Regions from separate parts of the Mus musculus genome. Here region 2 is linked to region 1. Evidence: chromatin contacts called from public Micro-C data. All regions are on one chromosome and are shown on one strand. Each heading gives the region's core, a stretch centred on a gene start, on an enhancer-like site or on the middle of the called end of the contact. The rest is flanking DNA. Distances are from core to core; before and after follow the strand shown. Region 1 has its middle 29 kb from the start of Galnt10. Region 2 overlaps Galnt10 (polypeptide N-acetylgalactosaminyltransferase 10).

Evidence for each region. Hi-C and Micro-C count contacts between places; a contact is called where the count stands out from the background.
Region 2: a Micro-C map of the G1E-ER4 cell line shows a contact between it and region 1, with 1.6 times the contacts expected there. The contact joins two enhancer-like sites. A contact is called at or near these places in 1 of 15 datasets of contacts at CTCF or cohesin (the NIH/3T3 cell line), 3 of 484 Hi-C or Micro-C datasets (the G1E-ER4 cell line, bone marrow and nephron progenitors) and 4 of 115 datasets of contacts at active chromatin or transcription factors (double positive thymocytes, embryonic stem cells, expanded potential stem cells and 1 more).

The regions. Positions count from the first base shown.
Region 1 is chr11:57,613,370-57,619,275 of GRCm38.p6, reverse strand. No RefSeq gene overlaps it. Among named protein-coding and RNA genes, the nearest start is that of Galnt10, 29 kb to the left of the region's middle. Within about 2 kb of position 1,550, at least 8 of the 459 cell types and tissues checked have an H3K27ac peak or open chromatin away from gene starts, as enhancers often do. A contact at or near this core is called in the G1E-ER4 cell line, where this site is marked.
Region 2 is chr11:57,683,641-57,688,931 of GRCm38.p6, reverse strand. The region is part of intron 1 of Galnt10 (polypeptide N-acetylgalactosaminyltransferase 10); the gene reads right to left. Among named protein-coding and RNA genes, the nearest start is that of Gm51896, 15 kb to the right of the region's middle. Within about 2 kb of position 2,656, at least 109 of the 459 cell types and tissues checked have an H3K27ac peak or open chromatin away from gene starts, as enhancers often do. A contact at or near this core is called in the G1E-ER4 cell line, where this site is marked.

The DNA of each region.
Region 1 (5,906 bases), core at 301-2,800:
TGTGAGTCTGGGTGAGCATTTCAGAGATAGCTCCTTTTGAGTCATTCCTGCTTCTATAAGTGACCCCTTACCCACCGGGCCTGGGCAGCACTGTAGAGCTGGCCCTGGTGGCATGGATGCAGGTGAGCAGGAGAGCTGACCCTGCCCCTTGCCGGCTACAGCATTGGTTAATCTAGCCAGGTCAGTGCTGGACAGCTGGCCCTGGTGGTGTGTGTCTGGGAGAGCAGGTGAGCTGACCAATTCAGCTACCACCCAGGCCCAGATATCCAGGGCTCTGAGTAGGTCCACCCAAACATCTACCTATGAGCTGTTAGAGCACATGAAAGGGCCGGTTCTGCTGACCCAAAACTGCAGGATCTCTATGACACAGGACAACAACATGATATCTGGAAGGAGACCAGGTGAGGATCCAGTATTGATGGTATAACAGAAGCCAGAGCCTTGAACCAGACCAGTGACTCATTGCATTAAACATTTGCAAGAAGTGTGGATGAAAGAGTTTACTGTGGAGCACACTGTGACACACTACAACTTCCATGATGAGAGGCTGTTATGTTTTGTTTTATTTATTTTTATTTTGTGGGTTGTTTTCTTTTGTGGGGGAGGTTGCAAGGGCAGAGGGTGGATATGAAGGGTCTAGGAGATGAGTAAGGCTAGGGTAACAAAGGCAACAAAAATAATCTAGGCTACAGGAGACCCCGTGTCAGTCCACCCCCACTTACCCCAAACAAGAATCAGGACAACAGCAACACACTACAGCAAACCAGAGGAAGTGTGAGCATGCCTGCTCAGAAAGCCCAGGGAGACATGGCGGTCACCCGCCAGAGGCTCTTCTCAGGGTGGTTGACAACTTGTATCATATGATGGACATCTGAGATAAATACTTCTCTGATTGACATTAGTGGCAACCGAGCAGGTGTCAATAGAGTGGAAGTCACATGTCCTGATCACACTAATCTAAGGGGTCCAATGAGACACTGAAACTCGAGAGCCACCGTGTGTTCTAGAAGCATCCAAGAGTCATCTCATAGCCAAAGGCCCCCCAGGCAGAATTTCCAGCGCAACAAAAGTGTCTGGGAGAAGGACTTCCCCCAGGCAGCTGTCCAGGACAAGGAGCAGGGAGGTGGAGCCTGCATGAGGATCACTGACAAGGCAGGTCAGGCAGGACAGGACGCTGTTAAGACCGCAAATGGGTTCTGAGAAGTGTCTGCTTGTGGGTAATTATCCTCGGCGTTTTCCTGCACTCCAGATCTCATAAAGAGGTTTCAAAGACCGGTTCTCTGGGGACTGTTTTATCAAAAGGGATTTAACATGAGGAAAAGCATCTAGATCAAACCCAGCTACTAATTGAAACAGCAAGATCTGAAAGAAAAAAAAATAGTAACAGGAGTTTCTGAAGCAGTGGAGAAACGAGGTGAATATGCAGATTGACCAGAAACCTCAGGGCTGTGGGACTGGGGAATATGGACTTGGAACCTAAACCTGCTGGCTGGTGTGGGAAACACGGGGCGCCACCTGCTGTCTTTATAATTGAGTCACTTATTTCAGGCAGCACATTGGTCGTTTGCCGACCACACACTTCATTCACTGCACACTGGGACTGAGTGAGCACCCGGCCCAGCCTGCCTTAGTCACCTTGATGGGTAGGGGAGGTGTTTCTTTTAGAAGCCTGTGGTACTCAATCCCCCACTCGGCCATCTTAGCTGGAGGAGCCGCTTCCTCATCTCCCTACCCCTGTGTCGTTCCCCCCCCCCAAAACCCCACCGGTTCATTTCTGACGGTTTGGTTTTACTCTCAGGTCAAATTGGGAGTAAGAGTCTGAAGTCTGGAGAAATAGCTCCGTTGGTAGAGGGCTTGCCTGGCAGGCATGAGGTTCTAGATTCTGTCCCCAGCAAGAGTAAACTGAATATTATTGTGCATGCCTGCAATCCTGGGGTTTAGGAAGTGGAGGCAGGAGGAGTAGGAGTTCAAGGTTATCCTAGGTAGCATTGAGAGATCAAAAACTTCCTGGGATGTGTGAGACTTATCTGTGACTTAAAAAAACAAAACCACCACCAACAAAATATCTATTCATGAACAGGAAGAATGCCGTCCTTCCCCGGCTCTCCCAATAGCCACACAGTGATCAGATCTTGGCCTTGACTCTCACAAGCTGTGTACCTGTGAGCAGGTAGCGCATCCACACTTTTCTTCAGCTTCCTTATATGTGAAATAGGATAAAATGTGTGAGGGCAGGCAAGATGACTCACAGGCAACAGTGCTTGCCATTAACCCTAACAACCTCAATTTGACCTCCGGAAACCTCATGGGGGAGAAAACCAACTCCTAAAAGTTGTCCTTTGACCTCCGCATACATGGGATGGCTTGGATGAATCACATGCACACACACACACACACACACACACACACACACACACACACACACACACACATTCACATACTATATATATGTGTATGTGTAAGATAAATAATAAATACAATGTAATTATGTTTTAAAATAGAAAACTATATGGAAGGTGCATGGAGACATTATAATTAGAGCACAGGGTGGGAGTGGGGCTATTTGTCAGAGGGTGGCTTACCATAAATTTGAGTAGTTGTAGGCTTCTGTTTGCCTCTCCCGAATAGAATACCTGAACTCCAGCAGAGCTGTCTGACCCATCCCTATATCCCCAACCTTACTCAGTGTCTCAGTCACTGTTTTTGTAATGTTCTAAGGAATAAAAGACCCACCCCACAGTGCGTGGTAGGATTGGGGGGTGGGGAAAGTGAGGAATGCTGGGGAGAGCAGGTGCTCTTTGGAGGTTGCCTCCCAAACACCTCCAGCAGCTTCCTGTACTTGAAGCCACCATAAAAAGCATCCTTAAAATGGAGGCAAGCAGGAATCAGGAGAGATCTAGAGCCCAGCCTCAACCTTGGCGCTATGCTGTAGCATGCCCAGGGAAGAGAACAAGAAAGCAGGCAGGCAGGTACAGGAGCCCACGGGAAGGCAGAGGCAGGGTGAGCAATCAGAGGTGCTCCAGGTGGACATTTAGGAGGCCGAGACAGAGCCGGGGACACCGATGGTTGATAGACACATCGTAGAAGCTGAAGAAGCAAAGGAGGGAAGACAAGTGTTGGGCCTGGCAGGGAATCCTCCAAAGGCTGACAGGCTACAGTTGGCTGGTGATTAATGAGCAGCGAGCGTTTCCTCACAGCAGAGCCTCCATGGAAGCGGCTGGAATGGGACTCCCAGCTCTCAGAGTTTCGGAGATCGCGGTGCATAGGAAGGAGTTCAGCCTCCCTGTCTATCTCGCAAGCTTTAAACAGCGACCGGTGAGAGCAAGTTGGTGGCTCAAGCCTGGAATTCCAGAGCTAGCATCAGCTACACAGGAAGCTCAAGGCTATGTAGGTTTCTTTGTCTCACACATTCCATCCCAAACGTTGAGACCCACACGGGAAGTTTTGACTCAAGATTGATGGCATTGACTAGTCTCCACCTCTCCCCTTTCCTCTCCTCTTCTCTTCATTCCTCCCCTCTTCTTCCCTTCTTTCTTCCTTCCGCCATCCTTATCCCTCCTCCTCCTCCCCCTCCCCCTCCTCCTCCTCTTCTTCTTCCTCCTCCTGTTCTTCCTTCCTTTTGAATTATTCAGCATACAGAAAATACAAGGCGCACAGGACCACAGAGATCCAATAGGACATGATTCTTAACTTCTAAAGTGTCCTCAGTGGCAGCTCGTGAGAGGAAAGAAGCCGTCAGCAGGATGGGGGTGGGGGTGGGGGGTACAGTGTGGTTCTGCTTACGACATCAGTGTTCAATTTTGTTTGTGTGAGCTTCCTGGGTATGTGGAGAGGCGGGCACGGAATGAGCCAGGCGACAATGATCAAATTTGCAGCGGAAGCTTCTGGGGGATGGGTAGAGATGGAATCTGAATGGAAACTGAGGGGCTTCATCTGAATGAATGTGAATGAGGTGGTCCTTATTTTACTTGAGGGGGCGGGGAGAGGGAAATGAGATGACTCTGCGAATAAAGGAGCTTGCTGCCAAGCCCGAGGACCTGAGTTCAATACCCAGAATTTCCACATGGCCAAAAGAGAGGATAGATTCCCCAAAGTTGTCCTCTGACTTCCACATAGGTTTTGGGGCATGGGGGTACTCTCTCTCTCTCTCTCCTATAATAAATGTTGAAATGAAAAGGAGGACTATCTAATGGTGTTTCAGAGCAGCCACTCTTAAATCGTTCCTGTCAGTTTCTCATGTTAAAGCAAAGCAGCTCTGTAAGTGTGTGATCCAGCACATTTTTTTTTTTCAAAAGCAGATGCACCAGCCACGAGGCCTCCGTGAGGCACCCTCTCTTACAGCCCTGCATCTTTCGTCCCTCTGGTCACAGTCTGAGTAACAGATTCTCCGGAACTGTTTCAAGCTGGCCCATGCTCTCGGCGGCAAGGTTCGATGAGGCGCGGGATTAACTGCTATGCGGCAGAGGCTTCAGTCCCAGCAAGAGAGTGCTCCCACCAGTCCTCACATAACGGGGACTAGATATGAGAACGTGGGAGAACTGGGCATGTTTACATTAGATGCCAGCTGTACAGGGACATGTGGTGACTTCCTGTATCCTGTGTGACAGGAGCAAGTGATTAGACCTTTTTTGGTTTCATTGTTTTGAGAATAAGTAACCCTGGGTTGGACTTGAACTTACTATGTGGCTGAGGATGACCTTGGAGCCCTGGTCCTCCTGCTTCTCTCTCAAAAGGGCTAAGACTTAAGGCCTGTGCCCCTGAGTCTGGATCAAGTGTTTAGATCCTTTAAAGGCCTTCTGTCCACGTTTGCACAACAGAAATGATTCCTATCTCATTGCACTGTCATACATATTACATGAGTTGTGTGCATAAGTGCCTAGCCCATTGCACTGGGTAAGGAGCTGTAAACAGCTACTTCCTGTTGGGACTGCAGTCGCTTTGGGGAGCACTTTCTGTTCTATCAGCAGGCCTAGCTGTGGAGGGATAGAAGCTTGCAGTATTTGACCAGTGCTCTCTACGCAGGCAAGGACAAATAGGGGGAAAAATTTCTGCATTATAAGGGCACACCTGTTACACATGTTGCAGAGTGGAACCTGCAGTTTCTGTATGGATGGCTCAGCACACATACTAATGCTTTGCTTGTTCTCAGTTTGCCCCCAGCCCAGGCGGTGCTGGGAGGCATACAGAACTGCCGTGGCCCAACACGAACCACGCTTACAGCTGCACAAAGACCAACAATGAGGGACAGAGTCACATGGACGAAGCTGACTACCTGACCAAAGGAGCAGGGCAGAAGTGTGGAATGACTGAGTTTTGTTCTATTCTCTGTATAAGCAGCTGGCTGGAGATGGGATGAAAGGCAGTTTGCTGAGGTGTATTTCTGCTGCCTTTCTTGGACCTGCAGCTCTCAATGAAGTACCACTGAAAGGTTTTGCCTACAGTGTAGGTGATAACAGGTGGGCACACAGTCAGGGAACTACACCCCAGAGGTGAGCATTTGAGAGAGCAAGCAACAGAATCAGGTAAGAAGCTGAAGCTCAGAGAGAGGGAGAGAGATAGAGAGAGAGACCCAGAGAGAGAGAGAGAGACAGATAGACAGACAGAGACAGAGAGACAGACTGTGGTGTGTGTAGGTGGGAGACAGAGATGAAGGCTGTGCTGTGCCCCAGGTTCCGACTTTCTGCCTAGAATCTAAGGACATCCCTCTAGCCTTGCCCACTAGAACTTCCAACACACCTTCAACAGGCTCCAAGCAGAACTTCAGTTAATTCCTAAGACCCAAAGATAGGCAGTTCACTTGGCCTTCATCACAGAGCCAGTCCAAAACATTCATAGGAAGCTACCCCAAAGCCTAGTAGAGGCCAGTAAGGTCTTGCCAGGGCTTTAGTTTCAGCCTCCCCCAGCAA
Region 2 (5,291 bases), core at 1,407-3,906, 69 kb before region 1:
GGACAGGCTGGAGTCTACTCTCTTGGCTGTTCAAAATGCAGCTTCCATTGCATGCCTGCAGCTCTGAAGCCTGTGGTATTAGGATTGGTGACACACCCTACCCACTGGCCTAGAGCCCATGTACTCCAGGGTAAGTCAGAACAGGACACAGTACCGGCACCAGAAACTAGGTTAGAGATGCAAGTTCCAGACTGCGCGCCCAATCGGCTGGAGCTCACCCTGGGGTAGGGGCAGGAAGCAGGAGTTTAACAAGCCCACAGGAAAGTGCAACAAACAGAAAGGAGTGGGTGTGGTTCCTGAGGGACGGACCTAACCACAGAGGTTGAATGAGCCCACTGGATAGATGAGCACCCTCTCCCATGGCACTAGAGAAGTAGAAAGAGCACCATCTTCCTTTGCTCTATATCAACCTTACATTACAGACCGCATGCCCGAGACCCCGAGGGCTTCACCCTCTTGCCCTCTTTATCTGCTGGCTAAGGAGAGACATAAAAGGCTGTGGTCATCTGCCAACTGTCACGGTCACCGAGTATGCTCTGGTGTTTACACTCACTTGCACTCTGCCAACTTCCTACAGTGAAATTTTACTGCTGTTGGAAAAGCAAACAAGAAACTCTAACCTCATGCCCTCTGATGTCACCCTCTCATGTTCCCCCACTCTGTCTTCAATCGGTCTCGGCACATTTCAGGGGCTGTCGGGCCAGGCTCCCTAGGAATTGCTGAACCTCAAACCCATATGCTTCGGAACCAGCTGGGGTGAGGCCTCCCAGAGAAGCCACACTGACCTGGCCAGAGGATGTCCTCTTCTCTACAGCCCAATGCTGGGCAGGGCTGATCACCTCCCATGTTGGCTGAGCACTCCTGCATTATGTATCCTGAGCACTACCTGACTATTTCCACAGCCCTGCCAGACTAGTATATCTCTCAGGCTACAGATGGGGACATGTGAGGCTCTGTTATCCCCTGCCTAGGTCTGGAAACCAAGAAGTGGCCAAGAGGGCCTCAAGCATAGGTCTCCTGTGGGGTTGCAGAGAACAGGAGCACCCTGGCCTGGCACGGGACATACCTGCCCTTGAGTTGCCTTCCTTATCCAAGAAATGGACTCATGCCCATCTCATCCCCGCTCACAGGACAGAATGGCTGTTTTTTGTCAACACATTATCCCTTAAGGCTTGAGCACACAGGTCAAGGTCTTGATAAGGACCCTTTGAGAGAGGTCCTTACTTTCCCCACTAGTGTCCCGGAACCAACAGAAAGGGCCCATTATCCTTAACATCTGAACTCCGCACTGTCTATCACATAAGAGGGACAGAAGCCTATGGGGTTGTCAGGCTGGCCCTTTCTGAGATACACATCTGTGATTAGGCTGTCGCTCACCTGTCCTTGTACCGAGCGCTTACGGGATGCACCATCCAACACACACTTCCCCTCTTCGGGTCCTTATCAAGACCCCGGGAGAGCCATTTTTACTTATCTAACTTTGTAGGTGGGGACATGGGGTTAAGAGAAGAGGCCTGTGTAAGGCCGCCTGGGACTAGGGATGGTCCTGGTAGTGTCTGTCAGCCATGTCTGAGGGTTCTCTTGTATTTACCAGTTTAACAGACTGCATACCCATGAGGGAAAGGCGTGTATCCCTCATTGGCTTTGTACTGCACCTGGTCTATTGTAAGCATAAGCTTGTTCTCTCTCTCTCTCTCGTTCTCTCTCCCTCTCCCTCTCCCTCTCCCTCTCTCTCTCTCTCTCTCTCTCTCTCTCTCTCACACACACACACACACACACACACACGAGCGCGCGCACGGAGCACGATACCACAGGGAACTGGAATGGGAGCCTCTGGATTTGGACAAACTCTCCACGTCCTAAAGTGGCTCTACTGAAAACAGCCCAGCCCTCTGTGACCGTCAGGCTTTTCTCAGCGGGCCTACAGGCTCATCAACAATCTTATCATCGAGGACCAAGAGTCATGGATGCCACCCTCTGAGCACAAAGCTTGGCTTTTAGAAACTGCTTTACTAAAACACAGCTAAGGCTAGAGACGGAAGCTGCCAATCCACAGGCTTCCCAGAACCCAGGGCTTCTTCCCTAGAGAATGTGAGAGGCTTAAGCTCCGGGCCCAGGGCACTCAGACCTACTACCCCAGCAAGGCCCCTAAGCAGAGGCCACAGGAGCTTCCTACCCAGGGCGGTGACTCTGGGCCATGCCCAGGTCAGGCAGGCCAACTCCTCTCAGTTACAGTATCCAGCTCCTAACATCTCTCCCTGCAAGACGAGGAAAAGATGGTGTCACCCAGCAGGGGGACAGTTCGGGGACTTTTGCCCACCTGAAGCCTACAGAGGAGGACCGTGGGAGGACACAGAAACACAGCAGCCAGGGTGGAAAGACTTCAAATGGTCAACTAAAGAAAAGCACAGACCGAAGGGTTTTGAGTCCACACCCCAGCGGGTCATGGTGATGTAAGCCTGTAATCCCAGCACGGGGGAAAGCTGAGGCAGGAGGATCATCTTGAGTTCTGGGCTAGCCTGGTCTACACAGTGAAAGGCCTTCCTGAAAAACACCAAAACCAAACCAAACAACAAAGGGTTCACAAATACACCAGCTCTGCCCTTTGGCAGCCTTCAGATTTCCCTCCACTGAGCAACAACTTCCTCATTTGCACCAGGAAGAAATAACAGCTCTCCTCCAGAGGTGTGGGTACATCAAACCCACAGCTCACTGGGTGCCTGGTGCACACACAGTAAGAGAGCAATCAGTAGTCATATTATAGAGAATACACCTTTTTCCCTGGAGATTTAAAACAAAAAACAAAAAAACCCCAACCTCCTCACACAATAACAGAGCCAAGGAGGAATTCAGCTGAAATAAATTAAAAACAAAAAACAAAACAAAACAAAAAAACGGAAGCAGAAACCGCTTCCTGTAGCTGAGTATTTATGAAGCCAATTTCAGCTCTAAAAGCTAATGACCCCCCACGCTATTCCCCCAATGGCGTCCGTGCAGCAGAGCCCTCAGAGCAGGACATGTCCTCCCCGTGGGTGTCCCTGGGGCTGCACACACTCTTAAGCCTCACCAGCCCTGCCTAATCAGCCATAATCCTGCTAATGATCAGGAAGAGGTGCGGGGAGAAGGGGAAACAGGAGAGGAGAGAGGGGAGAGGGGAGAGGGGAGACGGGAGACTGGAGATGGGAGATGGAGACGCAGGTGGAGGGATCTAACACACCAGCTTCGTTTCCTCCAGACAAACTTTTGCCCGAACCAGATTAATTCAATCTGCATATTAATATGGATTACTAATTAATGACTAAAAAATGCTTTCAAGGCTGAAAGTGTGATGGGAGGGTTTTAAAAAAATAATAACATCCAGGAGACTCTGGGTAAGAACGAAGAGGAAATAAGCCAGCCTCTTTTATTTTCTCTCGTTTTTTTTAATTTATACTTTTATGGTTGAAGGAAATGGTGGGCATTAGGAGGATTCGTGTAAAGCAAAGAAGGATAAAACAGTGTGTGGGGGGGTGTCCAGTGGGGGGAGGGGGTGTCATCTGTGTCCCAGGCAGCCATGGTGCATAGTTCTAGATCTCCCCAGATCCTGACTTCTGGGGGAATTAAGTGGCAAGCTCTGAAAGCCCTTGTCCGTCCGTCCCGGCCAAGGGAAGTGGATACTAAGGGCCCAAGGCGCCTGGATTGGCAGTTGCTCCCCTGCTTTCTGAGTCTAAAGACAGCCTTGCAAGTGAGCATCAGAGAAACAGACACACAGCAGGCCTGGGCAACAGGAGGTCTAGGAGGAGTTCAAGGACAGCCTGGGCTACAATGAGACTCAGGAGAAAGAAGAGGGCAGGGCAGGCGACAGAGGAGGAAAAGGGAGGGGAGGAAAGAGGAGGGGAGATCTATAGATACCAATCTTGGTCCCAGGCTCACAGAGACGGCAGGGGCAGGGGCAGGGGCAGGAACTCACATCTCCCTCAGACCGTTCACTGAAAACTCTCCCTAACAGGCTGATGCATCAGAGTACTGAGGACAGCACCCTTTCATACATGCTGACGATCCTAGCTTTTAATTTAGCTTGGCAACATAAACCCTAGTTCATCTCCTCCTTTGAAGCCCATGGCTTCTCTTGATCAACACTCCTGTATAATTTGGCTGCCAGACACCTGCTGGGTGTCTAGCAATTGAGCGGGTGGAGGAGGCTCTCAGCTTAACAAGGGGGAAATTGGAAGACCCTAATAGAGACAGCAGCGGCAGTGGGTTGGGTATCTGGTCTAGCCTGCACTCCGACTTCAGAGTTCTTTCTTTTTAATATTATGTTATGTGCACAAGTGTTTTGATTGCATGTTTGTGTGTGTGCCCCATGCCTAGTACCCTCAGGGATCAGAAGAGGACACCAGAGACCCCGACCCCGGAGCTGGAGTTACAGGTGGTTGTGAGCCTCTTGGGAACTGAACCTGGGTTGAACTCTGTAAGAGTAACAATGTTCTCAACTGCTGAGCCCTCTTGGTCAACTAGGGAGCCAGACTGAACCAGGACTGTGGAGGATAACAGTTCCCAGCTTCATCTTCACACCAGGGAAGCCAATCTAGTATTTAGTGATGTGTCTTTCTACCCTAGTCCACCCTGGCCACCTCCTCCAAGCAGACAGCCCAGAACTGGTAGGTGAGGCCTGAGCCACACAGCCAGCCTACAGCTGGGTGTGTGAAAAAGGACACAGTTTGGCCTGGAGAGCTGCCCACACTCTGCCTGCCTGGCCCCATCCATCAGCCTGGGGAGAAGAGGGAGGAGGGGTGGGGTGTCTCATTTTCCAGCATGGCATTGGGAACGTTTTCTAAATGTGACCCTGTTTCTGTTATGAGACTCAAAGTGCTCCAGCCGCAGGATCATAAATACTCAGAAGTGACTGCTAATGGGTATGGCAGTGCGTGGAATGCCAAATGGCAGCGAGGAGTGACGCCGTAAATTACACAGAGCCCCCCCTCCTCCCTCTCCATCTCGCTGGGGGTGTTCGGTGGGTTGGCAGCGATAAGCCAGGCTTTCCAGTGGATTTCAAGGGGCTCCCTGTGAATTCAGGTGGAGCTCTGAGAAAACACTTCCGACAGATGCTAAGAAGCAAGCCCAAGGCCACTGGGATTTCCAGACCAAATAGATATATTAAAGGTATGTTTAAGGAGCTGGGCTGAGTGGCACTCTGGATCACCAAGGGTTGGAGGTCAGCCTGGACCACATTGCAAGACCTTGTCTTAAATAAAAGTCAAGGGGTCAGTGGGACACCTGAGTATGTAATATGCTTGTCACATAGCTTTATG